2 separate regions of the Rattus norvegicus genome follow, and region 2 is linked to region 1. Evidence: chromatin contacts called from public Hi-C data. All regions are on one chromosome and are shown on one strand. Each heading gives the region's core, a stretch centred on a gene start, on an enhancer-like site or on the middle of the called end of the contact. The rest is flanking DNA. Distances are from core to core; before and after follow the strand shown. Region 1 holds the start of Dnah11 (dynein, axonemal, heavy chain 11). Region 2 has its middle 33 kb from the start of Rpl19l1.

The links. Hi-C and Micro-C count contacts between places; a contact is called where the count stands out from the background.
Region 2: a contact with region 1 is called in a Hi-C map of the A7r5 cell line, with 3 times the contacts expected there. The contact joins the enhancer-like site here to the promoter of Dnah11 in region 1. A contact is called at or near these places in 2 of 12 Hi-C or Micro-C datasets (the A7r5 cell line and the Rat2 cell line).

The regions. Positions count from the first base shown.
Region 1 is chr6:145,293,886-145,300,105 of GRCr8, reverse strand. Dnah11 (dynein, axonemal, heavy chain 11) reads left to right here and starts at 1,583. Exons shown (of 82, transcript XM_063262810.1): 1 at 1,583-2,024; 2 at 3,926-4,069. The coding sequence starts at 1,734.
Region 2 is chr6:145,555,071-145,560,902 of GRCr8, reverse strand. No RefSeq gene overlaps it. Among named protein-coding and RNA genes, the nearest start is that of Rpl19l1, 33 kb to the left of the region's middle. Within about 2 kb of position 3,057, at least 1 of the 93 cell types and tissues checked has an H3K27ac peak or open chromatin away from gene starts, as enhancers often do. A contact at or near this core is called in the A7r5 cell line, where this site is marked.

The DNA of each region.
Region 1 (6,220 bases), core at 334-2,833:
ACTGGTCTTTGTGAATATGCACCGAGCCTGGCAGGCTCCCTTTACAGCAACTTCACTGTTCTCATGGCTGCTAGTGAGTTAAATTCTTTGCTACATTTTCATTGGCTATTTTGTTACATTTGAGTCCTTGAAAAGCTTACTTTAATACTAGCCTTATTGTTCTAATTGTTCCCTCCCCAAATTGAAAGTAGTTTATTGACTTATAATTTAATTTAAAATAAATGTATTGATTACACAATCGTGTGTGTGTGTGTGTGTGTGTGTGTGTGTGTGTGTGTGTGTGTGTGTGTGAGAGATGTGTGTGACAGGCACCTGTTACGGGTCAGAGACAACTCTGGGGAGTTGGTCTGGCCTTCCACCTTGCTGAGGCAAGCCTTCTCTAGTTTCAGCTGCTGTGTACTCCAGGATAGCTAGCCCGTGAGCTTCCAGGTGATTCTCCTGCCTCAGCTTCCCATCCCATCTTAGAAGTGCTAGGTTATAGGAACACACCACCAAACTGAGCTTTTATGTGAATTCTAGGGCTACGGTTGTGGTAGCCAGGCTTACGGGGCTCAAGCTCTGAGGCAGTAGGCCATCTCCTCAATTTATTTATTTACAGACAGTTTCTCTGGTACCAGAATTAGGAGCATACAAACCTAGAATATAAGGTCAAGGGAATATAAACTCAGGGTTAATCTCCTACACCTAGGTTCTGGACACTCCCAAGAGACACCATAAATCACAAGGCAGATTTGATGTTGGCTGTGACATCTTTATGAAGGCTCTCCAGAAACATTTAAACCTAAGAATCTGATAATATAACCAGAAAAACATCTAGATGGATGTGAGAGGCAATATTCCCAAAGGAAAACAAGAATGTTCAAGCCTTACTATAAATACGGATGAATTATCAAAGGTAACTCCTGTTGGGAAAGAAAGGGGATGGGTGAAACCTATTTAGTTCGAAGACTCTCTCCCACTTCAAAATTCTGAATACTTTAATAATAAGAATATCAGCGAATGACGGATAAAGTAAGATTTCTGAGCGCTGGGGATGGAAGTTAGGGCTTCGACTATGCTCTGCCACCATCCTGCCTGAGATAAGTTCTTACCCTCAACTCTAGCATTTGCGTTTGATGCATTTGGCCTTTTATAAAAAGCTCATTGCAGTCTCTTTGGGGGTAAGAATCAGGATTTGTGATGCCTAGATCTTGGACTTTGACAATTAGGAAAGTAAGAGAGTTTTTTGTTTGTTTTGTTTTACTGGGACACTGTCCTCCCAGGAACTTAAAGACAGCAATGAGGAGGTCTACCGAATTACTTTGGGGCATACTTCACCCACAGTTAAACACTGAGCAATTATCCCTGGCTTTGTAGGGACCAGATGAACTAACCAGGGCAGCAAATTAGCAGGAATATCTGCTCAAGACAGTACTGCTAAATCCAGAGCCTCTAGCTAGTCCTGGAACATTTCTGGGAACTCCAAGATGCCCAGGGGGTGAAAACAGAGAAATCCAATGGTTCCCTGGCCTGATTTCTTCTGCCTGGAGGCTCCAAGAGGCTCAAGACTCACTCCTCCCTCCCTCCTTCCGGGGCTGGGGCAGGGCGGCCATCTCCCTGGCAACGGGACGCGATGCAGTCCGGGCCACCGCGCCTCCAGTGCTCCTGGCTCTGCAGTCAGAACTGCTGGCACTGCCTCGGGAGATCGCCTCTGTGGCACAGGACTCCGAGAATCCTCTCTAGCTAGGTACGAGATGGCAGCCCAGGAAGAAGGGACCGTGCTGCGGCTCAGCCCCTCGGAGCAGGAGGACGAGGAAGACGAGGAGGCGGAGGCTGCACGGAGAGCGCAACGTTTTGCCGTAGACCCCCGGGTGCGCTTCCTGGGAGGCCGTCTGCAGCAAGCGCTGGGGTTCCCGGAGGAGACGTGGGGCGAATATCTGGAGAGCGAGGACCACCGGCAGGTCCTAGGAGACTTTCTGGAGAGCAGTGGTCCTGCTAGCCTGGTGTTTAGTGTCGCCCCGGGGTTGCTCTCGGCGTCCCCCGAGGTAAGGCGCAACTTGAGAGGATGCAGGCTGTGGGATTTAAACGTAACTTGAAGTCCACCTCCTGGTCTCTGTGTCCCCTTGTGCACCAGCTCTACAGAAAACACTGTATGTTAGTTTTCTGCAAGGGATGCCTGTCGAAAGAGATATTTGTATAAAATAATGCAAGAAAACTAAGGCAGCCTGGGCTAATGGTGCCAGGAGAGCTTTGCGGGGCCAAATAACTTCTGTTTCAGACCCCGACGGAACTCCAGAGTCATATTCTTTTAAACAACTCAAGCTAAACCCTTATAGCGTGAGTTGTTTCAGCATCTATACTACATTTTGTCCAGGAAAGAAATAATCGAGTTCTAACAAAAAAAGGGAGCGGGAGCAGGCTGGACTGTGGTGGCGCTTACTTTATTAACTCCTAGCACTTGGGAGGAAGAGGCAGTGGCAGAGGAGGCAGGAGGATCTCTGTGAGTTTCTGACCAGCCTGGTCTACCCAGTGAGTTTCAGGACATCCAGGGCTACACCATGAGACCCTGTCAAAACCACAAACTAAACAAACAACAAAAATCAACAATAACAAACAAATAAGACTGGCTGGTGTCGTTTAAAGCACAAAATAAACATGCTTGTTTTGTAAATTAGATTATTAGTAATTTCTAGAAGTATTATCTTGGCAGTTATATTGTAAATTCCTTTTAGACGATCTATTCATTTTATTTTTATGTGTATGCATGCTTGCCTGCGTGTATGTCTGGGCACCTTGTGAGTACCCGGTGCCCATGGAGGTCAGAAGAGGGGTGTTGGGATTCCTTGGAACTGGAGTTACAGATTATTGTGAATTACCACCATGTGGGTGTTTGGGAAAGGAACTGTCTCTCTACCCCCAAACATAAGTTCCAAGAAAAGTCACCTCCATACTTGTTTGTAGCAGAGGTGTGCTTTGGAAAGTTACTTATCAATAGAACTCTAAAAACTTGTGTCCAATTGCTTTACTTTCTGATGTGTTTTCCTTTAAAACTGATGTCACTTCCGTGTGTGTGTGTGTGTGTGTGTGTGTGTGTGTGTGTGTGTGTGTGTGTGTGTATCCTGTAATTTGCACAGGCCTCAGGTTTAATGGGCATTGTGTTTCTTCCTTTGCTTTCTTGTCATTCTTTCCTTTCTGAATTTCCTTGCCTAATAGGTTATCTTTCAGCAGTGTTGGACTTGGGATTCATGTTGTAAAGGGGTAACATCATCCCAGATGTGGTCATTTAGGACAGGTATGAGGCAAGCCCTCAGAATATTAGCGAGTAACAGGATGTTTGCATTTCAGCTGCGTGAGTTTTGAATAGCTTTGTTTTAGTATTCTCCTAATTATAATTTTTAAAAAAAAGTTTATGTCAGACAAGTCAAGAAACCTAAAGTTCTCAGAGCATAGAAGCTGAATAGTGTAGTATTTACCAAACCAAACCAAACAAAACGAAACAGAACCCCTCAACAGTTATAGGAATGTTAAACTATCTTGGCTAAACACTTCTGTTCTTTGCCTTGATGGCAGAAATGAAAATTAACCCCTTGTGACTCCGTTTGGCTTATTTTCAAACAAGAGAAAAATTATCAAAAGGGGGGAACTCTCACTAGGATTGAAATGTTCTTATGTTTGGTTTTGTTTATGAAAATCTTACAGTATATGCTGTTTAGGTGTAATGGGCATGTCTTTGAAGGTGATATTGTAAAAAAGATAAGAGAATCCTACCTTTTCCAGGACACAGAAGAGCAACAGAGCAACCTTGTTTGTAAATATGGGCCAGAAGCCAGGGTTTTACTTCCTCTGTTGGCAATCTGTCTGCAAGTGGGATACATACAGCAAATCCTGCCTGTTAACAAAGAGGCTCTGTAGTAAACTTGAACTAATTATCTTGCTTTTGTTCCAGATTCCAAGAGATGTGAAACACAAGCTGGTTTATTTTGCAAAGAAGATGACTGGGAGCACGGGAGAAAGTGATTTCTCCCAAACCGTTTTGTTTGGAGAAATACCCAGGTCATTGTTCACACATGTAACTGCATTCCTAGATGAGGTACTGATCTGTCTCCAGTATCTGAGTGTTTTTCTTGACCTCCAGACACCTGGCATTCGTTGAGACGCTCTGTCTCCTTAAGTAGAAGGACGTGGGGAGACAGCAGTTTCTTTGGCCAGGTGTGCGAAGTGATCGGGTTCAGCTTGTATTCTGAACTCACTCACTATCCACTAGTACTGACTAGCCTGCTCCCCGTCAGATCATCTCTCCCCTCTCTCTCCCACTCCTCCCTTACCCCTTTCACAATGCTGGAGGCGTTTGCCTGCCAACTTGAACTGTTTAAGGCACTACAGACAGAATAGAAATGAGCTTACACTATCATCCATTTTTTTTTTCAAATTCTGTTACAAGGTAGTAACTAAATGGAGTTTCACCTGTGTCAGAGAATGGAAGGCAGTAATGAAGTCACCAATTGCTCACACGTTCTCTCTCCCCTGTGCTGACTCTGGTGGGTGTATTAAAGGATTGATCATCGGGGTTGGGGATTTAGCTCAGTGGTAGAGCGCTTGCCTAGCAAACGCAAGGCCCTGGGTTCCGTCCCCAGCTCCAAAAAAAAAAAAAAAAAAAAAAAAAAGGATTGATCATCAGCATACAGAGGGGTGTTGCTTTTACAACCTGGGGCCTCATAGGTGGAAATTAGGTCACTGAAGGCTGTCCCTTGAGGGGCTTAGGTACCATGGCCCCTGTTCTCTCTGCTTCTTCACTGCTGTGAGATGAATGGTTTACTTTGCCATCTGTTCTTGCTGTGATGTGAGGCCAGAGCATGGCAGGGACAGTGTCCTATGGACAGAACTTGGAAATGAAAGTCAAGGGAAACCTATCCTCCTCTATCTTCCGGATTTTGTAACAGTAATCAAAAACGAACTAACCTACTCCTTGAAATGGCCAGTGACATTTTAACATGTGTAGGCACTACCTCCTCAATGCCTGGTCTGTACAGACAGACTCAATTGGTGTGGGCCGGGGTAAAGTCCAAGATGCATAGTTTCTCACCTGATGCTGTCTGTTCAGATATTTTGGATGAAAACACCAAAATGGCTGTAGAGTGAGAATGGTATTTTTTAGACTCTGCTGGATATTAGACCCACCTGGTTGGGGGCATGGTGAGCTTTGGAATGAGCCAATCCTGAGGGCAGTCCTCTTACTGGTTAATTCAGAACTCCTGGGATGGGAACAAAGCTAGAGTAGTTCAAGGCCCAGGAGCTCCCTGTGTGAGGCGAGCGCTGGGAACTACGGAGTTAGGTATTTGTCTACGAGGTCTGTTCCTCGTCTGATTGCCTCGTCTGATTGTTCAGAGAGACCCTGGTAATAAGTGTGGTCCTGCCCAGCCTGTGTTTGTGGTAGGAAAATGTGTCACTGGGTGTGCGAGCCACAGCCAACCACTAACACCCCTCTTCGACCTCCTGTGTCTCTTGCTGTCTTCCTGGACAGATGTCCTTTCTTGCTGTGTTCAGGTTACCTAAGTTTCTGCCCGTGGCTCCAATGCTGAGCTTAGGTGCACCCCCCCTTGGTTTTAGCTGGTTGTAGAGAGGGGTTTTTTATGCTTGGTGTTTGGAGCAGTTTTTGGCATCAAACAGGCAGGTAAAGGATTTTTATTGCACTGAGTCTTCTGTAAGACTCGGCAGAGTTTGAAACAACATATGATTTGAGTTTCCCTGCCTTTACATGAGAGTTGGTAGGGCTATGTGGGACTTGGTGGGTTTTTATCCTATGAGCTGTGGTTTGCAAATGGCAATAGAAAACTTTGAAACTCTCCCGATATTTCTCTGATTTGGTCCCATACCAGAATTCCATACCATATAGTTTGAATGAAAATGTGTATATCCTAGAAGGTATTTGGGGTTAATTTTTGTTAAAATATATTAATTATAGTTAACTGGGCTATACTGGGATTTTTTTTTTATAGAGCATAGAATATGCTCCGTTCATACTCACTCATTGTTAGCCCCTCTCTTTCCTCCATCACACTTCTTAAATAATCTCCCTTCTCCTTTCATGCCTTTTTGGTTTTGTTTAGTTTTTAATCTAAACACAGTTTGAGTTTAATGTTGGGAAGAGTCTGAGATGGGCATCAGGCAGAGAGAGAAAAGCAAGAACATCACAATTGTGGTATAATTGGCATTCCCTTACAGACAAGGCTTTGAATGAGCA
Region 2 (5,832 bases), core at 1,808-4,307, 260 kb before region 1:
CCATGCTTGCACATTTAAAAGCACAGAGTTTCCAGTCCATCTTTCTTTCTAATGACATGCCTATTAAGATAACTTAAAAATTTTAATATATTTTAAGAAATTGAACTAACGATTAGCAAGAACATCTCAGCTTTCTGGCTAACATCCTATGTCACAGAATCCACACCGATTTCTAACAACAACAAAAAAACCCTAATATTCATAATGCAGCCCAACTATGTTTGTGTACATGACTGCCTGCCTTTTGCTGCAGCAAAGCTGGATCCTACATGCCTATGGCATTATTTATGCACTTAATGGAGCAGCGCAGTGTAGCGATTCATATCTATTATAGATTTAGTAAGACACGGAGGCATAAGTGAATTTAATCAGACATGTAATTATTTTTATGCCTCCAACTCAAAAATATGCGTAAATAAATTTATGGTTATTTGGCAATCAGTGGGAATGGTCTTTATAAATGTTGAAACAGCTGCTGGCAAACATATTTGCAAAAGAAAGAGAAAGGCTCTTCCAATCGGCGCAAACGAGATGAAGGGACGAGTTAACTGGAATGCCAGTGCTAGCTGTTGAATATTTGTTTTGCCATCCTTGATATTACACAAACATGCAAAACCTGGCATTTCTTTGCCTTCATGGCTACATTTCCTCAGAGGAGCACATTTTTCTCAGAGGAGAACCTTGAAACACATCAGTACGTTACAATGCTCGTATTTTCTCGTTCTGAGTAGCTGCTGTCAAGCTGTTTGACTTCCAGATTCCCGTTTATTCTATTATTGGTGGTATCGCTCCCGTTCTTGAGATGGAACATTCTCGTTTGAAATAACGGGCTACGGTGGCACCGCACTTCTGTCAAATACGTTGATTCTGGCAACTGTTAGGGTTGCTGCTCTCTGGCTTTCACAGTGGCTCTAAGATATTTGCAAAACTTTGCCCGGAAGGATAGTAAATGCAATCTTCACGTTAGTTAGTTATGATTACTTTGCTGTGTTGAAACATCTAATAAATCGCGCATCGGTAAGGGTAGATCTTGGACAAATACTCTGAGAAGATCTAATTTTCTTAAAGTACATCTTTTTTTTTCATTCTCTCAAGTTTTCAATCGAAATTTAGTGCTTTTGGCTGGTGAGAAATTAATGACATTGGCATCTAGTATCTTCTCTCTAACCTGCAGCGGAGAAAAAGCTTCCCAGAGCTCTCCTAATGTGTCAATTAGGTCCTAGTCAGATTACCTCAGGAGGAATTATTTCGTTTGTCTAGGACCAGATATAAAACAGTATAATTTATTAAAGTGGGACACAACGAGGAACACTCCCGCGCTCAGGACTGAGGTGGACTATGTAAATAAAGCCATCGCCTGAGCTTTCCAAGGTGAAGGCATACCAGTCTGCATGTCAATTCTATGCTTATCATCATTTCCAATAGGTTAGTAGCAGCCTTAGATGTCACGGTCATCCGACTTTTGTAAAATCATGGGGTTCCCTTTCATTCACGTATGTTGTTTCAATGATCAGTAGCATTTCCAATAAATTATACACTAGCCAGTTGAAAGAGCTTCTGACTGGTATGGGGGAAAAACTGCAAACCAGGCTAAGGGATGCTTCACCCGCTGCCCAGCTCGGCCGGCCGTGAGACTAGTCAGGTTCCTTGGCAAACCACAGAGCGCCCTCTGTTGATGAAAAAGCACAGCGCGGGAGCGGACCCCAGCCCTGCGGATCTGAAGCTGCAACCCTGCGGGTCGACAAGTCCCATTTACGACGCGAGAAAAAAAAATCCCGTTTAAAATTATAAGAATATTGATTTGCTGGACGCAGAAAGCACACATGACTGCAAGCTCCGAGAGAATGGTAGGATGGTATGTATTTAAGTAGATACACGCACAAACATGCTCGCATCACAGTGTCTACCTACCTGAAGCACTGGGTAAGGAGGCTTCTTTTCCTTCTGTGGACACTCATACACCGGTTTGTTTCTATTCATGTTTTTCGGAACTTCCAGAAAACATGGCGTGAGCAATAATGCTAAATAAGGTAGAGTCTACATTTTCATTTTCTTTAAATGAAAGACTAACTAAACCTCCTTTGAACACACACAGAGAGAGAGAGAGAGAGAGAGAGAGAGAGAGAGAGAGAGAGAGAGAGAGAGAGAGAGAGAGAGAGAGAGCTGCGTCCCTTGACCTCCAAGAGGGAAAGACCAGAAAACAAAACCACCACGACTGCTGACTTTGGTTTAGTTTGTGTTTTACTGCTTTCTAACTAAGTTCCAGCAAGCCTTTATAAAATAGCGTGCTGGGGTACAAAATTTTATTTTGGAGGGGGCAGGGGCTACAATTTTAAACCAGTAATTCTATGTTAAGCACTCTTCCGTTCTGTATTTCCATTTACCTCCTGTTGGGTTGGGGAAGAAAATTAGTCTCATGGAGGAGACATCTTTACATTTTTAAGGTCATTGCATATGCTAATTAGTTTTAAAAGCATAGCTGTTTTAGGTTACCTTGCTCTGTCCAGCTTTTAGGTAGCAATTGAAAACGTTGTTGCATTCTTGACTTCGAGTTGCTGTTGGGTGTTACAAACGTTTCTGAAAGACTGACTGTATTCGGGGACCTGCACTGTTACGTCATATCTGATGGCACAGGTGCTTATTAACCTAAAGCTGGGTATTTACAGCCACAGAATTAACTTGATTTTGTGATTTAATTGCAATCTTTAATTCCGTTGTCTCAAGAGAAGACTTCTCTTTCTTGTAAGTTTCCGTTTCAGATTCAAAAAAAGGAATTCAGAGACAAAATATTAGGCCTCTCTAAGAGAGTCAGTCATCAGGAAGGAAGGGAGGAGGGATGTGGAGGATTCTGAGTCATTGCCAGTATACACGAAACTCACCAGATAAATCGCTCGGTACACATTTTTATTTTTCCTCGCAGAGACAATAAGCGTTTTAAAGTAATAAAACTTTATTTTTTCCCCTATATCTTCCATCTTCAGCTATTTGAAGTACCTACATTAATGTGATCATGCTCAACAGGATTTGTTCACATAGCGCACAGGCGCTAAGGAAGTAATTTATGGCCAGAGTCAGAATCCTGAACTGAAGCTCACAGTGCTGAAGTGGGATCAGCAGTGCCTGGGAAGCCTTTAACACGCAAATCCACGCGAAACAGATGAGAATTGGCAGACTCAGTGGCAATGGCGTTTGGAGATTTCAGCCCACCCCAGTATTCCAGGGGAACTGCAAACAGGGTGGGGGTGAGGGGTGGGGGTGAGACACTGCCCTATCCCAGGCTGGCCAGAGCATGTGCCAACACCTTCTGAATTTTCCCCATATTATATCAGCCTTAGCCCTTGTACTTTTATGTGATATGCTATCGCTTTAAATAAAAACAAATATATATTTTATTGGGAATAGGATTATGCTATTTCTCTTTCAGACAATAAAATTACATGAAAATGGTGTATACCCAGAAACAATTTAACCGTGATAAGTGTGTAACTTCCCCCCATGGCTGTGAAAAGCTGAAAATTAATTAGAATGTCAACATTTTGAAATGAAAATGAGCCTCGAGAAAAATGATTTTCTTTTTCCCTGTTTTTTTTTTTTAATTTGAGATTTGAAAATCGGATAAATTTGCTCACAAATGGAAATTTTAGTTTAAAGAAGCATAAATCGGCCAAACTTAAGTTTATATAATTAAAAAAATGCTTCCCCATTCCCAAATAATTTTATCCTCACAAATTGCACTGTAAAATAGTTTCATGCCTCTGTGCAATATTTTAAGCACTTCAGTTAAAGAAACACTAAATATTTTAAAAAACAGCCCACCAGAGGGCAGTCAGCTTTTAGTCTAACATGTTTGAAATGAATTTATTGGCATGGTTGGCTGAATTCTGAATTAAAATCACATTAGTCTTTGTATCCATAAATTCCTGACTTAAGGTTGGAAAGTACAAGGCTTCAATCATCCTGATTAAAAATCTTCAGGTATTCTAACACTTGCCCTTCTTTACACCCTCAATTGGTTATTGTGGTATTTATGTTTTGTAATAAAACAGGGTTTATTCTGATTTGAGGTGCCTTGGAGGCTTTAATAATTTTTAGTCAGTAGAGACTTCAGTAAAACCCCAACTGAGGAAGTCCTGAGAGACGTTTAAACTATACGTTGTACAACAGGTGCAAGGGACATTCTGAACATGAAGGGCTTGGAGACTCCTGGGTTTGCTTTCTCATGCAGACACCACAGTGCAGCCACCTAATGCATGATGCCATCTTAGTCGTTGGCTGTGATGTTGCTCAGCTAGAAGATGCTTGAAAGAACCCGAGTGTCCTTGGGTGCTTGGGTTCAGCTTTGTGACAACCAAATGAGCTAGGCACATGCTTGAAATCCTAGCATTTCAGAGGCTCAGGCAAGAGGCTGGGGAAGTTGAGGCCAGACTGCAAAGAGAACAAGCCACTGGTGTTAGACGATACGTGTGGGTAGTAACCCTCCAAGCCAAACACCTGCACTAAATGATTTGCTCAGGATTAAAGAACCGAGCCAGTAAGTTGTCACCCTCCAATTCCTAACGTGCCTTGGAACTCAGGACCCATAGAAGAGACCTGAGTCCTGGGGTACTTTCCCTTTGGGATTATTTATTTTGGATTTATTGTTTGGGGGAACACTTTTTCCCTTTTTCTCTCCATCACCCTTCACCTCTGTCTGTGTGCACATGAGTAAAGTTGTCCAAAGAGGCCTGAAGAAGGCATCTGATTCCCTGGAGTTAGGGTCCCAGGCAGTTGTGAGACAGGAGCGTGCTGAGAATGGAGATCAGATCCTTTGGAAGAACTGCAAGTGCTCTTAACTGCTGAGCCACATCTCCAGTCCCGAGAAGGTGTTTGTTTGCTTTGTTTTTTTACAGTATATTCCGTATTTATTATATAGCTGAGGGATATTTTTATTTAAAAGTATCACATTTTATAAGAAAATAATGATGTGACATGTGCAGAGACTAGTACAGTTAACAGGGGGATGCAATGCTTCTAGGACTGTCTCATGCACAGATCCATATTTTGGGGTAGAGGCTCACTTGATGCCGATTTGCCCTTGCTACCTTTCAATGTCCCCTTGTAGTCACATGAACTACAAAGTTCCTGGGACACCTTTTCATGTTAATACTTGTAGATACTAAAAACTGATAGCAGCTGAGCTAAGTTGAGCTGTGTATTAGATGAGGCAGTACATTAATACTCAAGCCACCATCAGGAAGTAGGTACTATTATTTCTCTCCCTGTTCAGAGGAGAGAAACTACTGGGAAACATATAGACTCCATATCTTTAACCCTGTGGCTTGTATGAGCAACACAAGATTCTGATGTGGTACTATACTGTTCTCCCTTTAAGTATCCTGCATGGGAAGGCTAGCTTTGTGTTTCTTGGAAAGGCAATGTAGGAGTTTGCTTCCTATTACTGTAATAGACAGCACAACCAACTTGGGGAGGAAAAGAGTTTATTTGCCTTACAGGTTGTAGTCTGTCACTACAGGAAGCCAAGGCAAGAACTGAAGCAAAGGCCATGGAGGAGTGCTGCTCTCTGGCTTGCTCCCCATGGCTTGCTCAGTGAACTTCCTTATGCCTCTCAGGACCCAGGGGTGATACTAGTTAGTGTGTATGTGTCCCCACATCAAACATTAATCAAGATTAAATGCCCAGTGGACTTGCCCACACGGGCCAATCTGGTAGAGCTATTTTCTCAGTTGAGTTTCCCTCTTCCCAGATGTCTGTAGCTTGTGTCAAGGGAGCAAAGTGCCTACCAGCATGGGCAGCTCCAAATTATCCTCTCTCTCTCTCTCTCTCTCTCTCTCT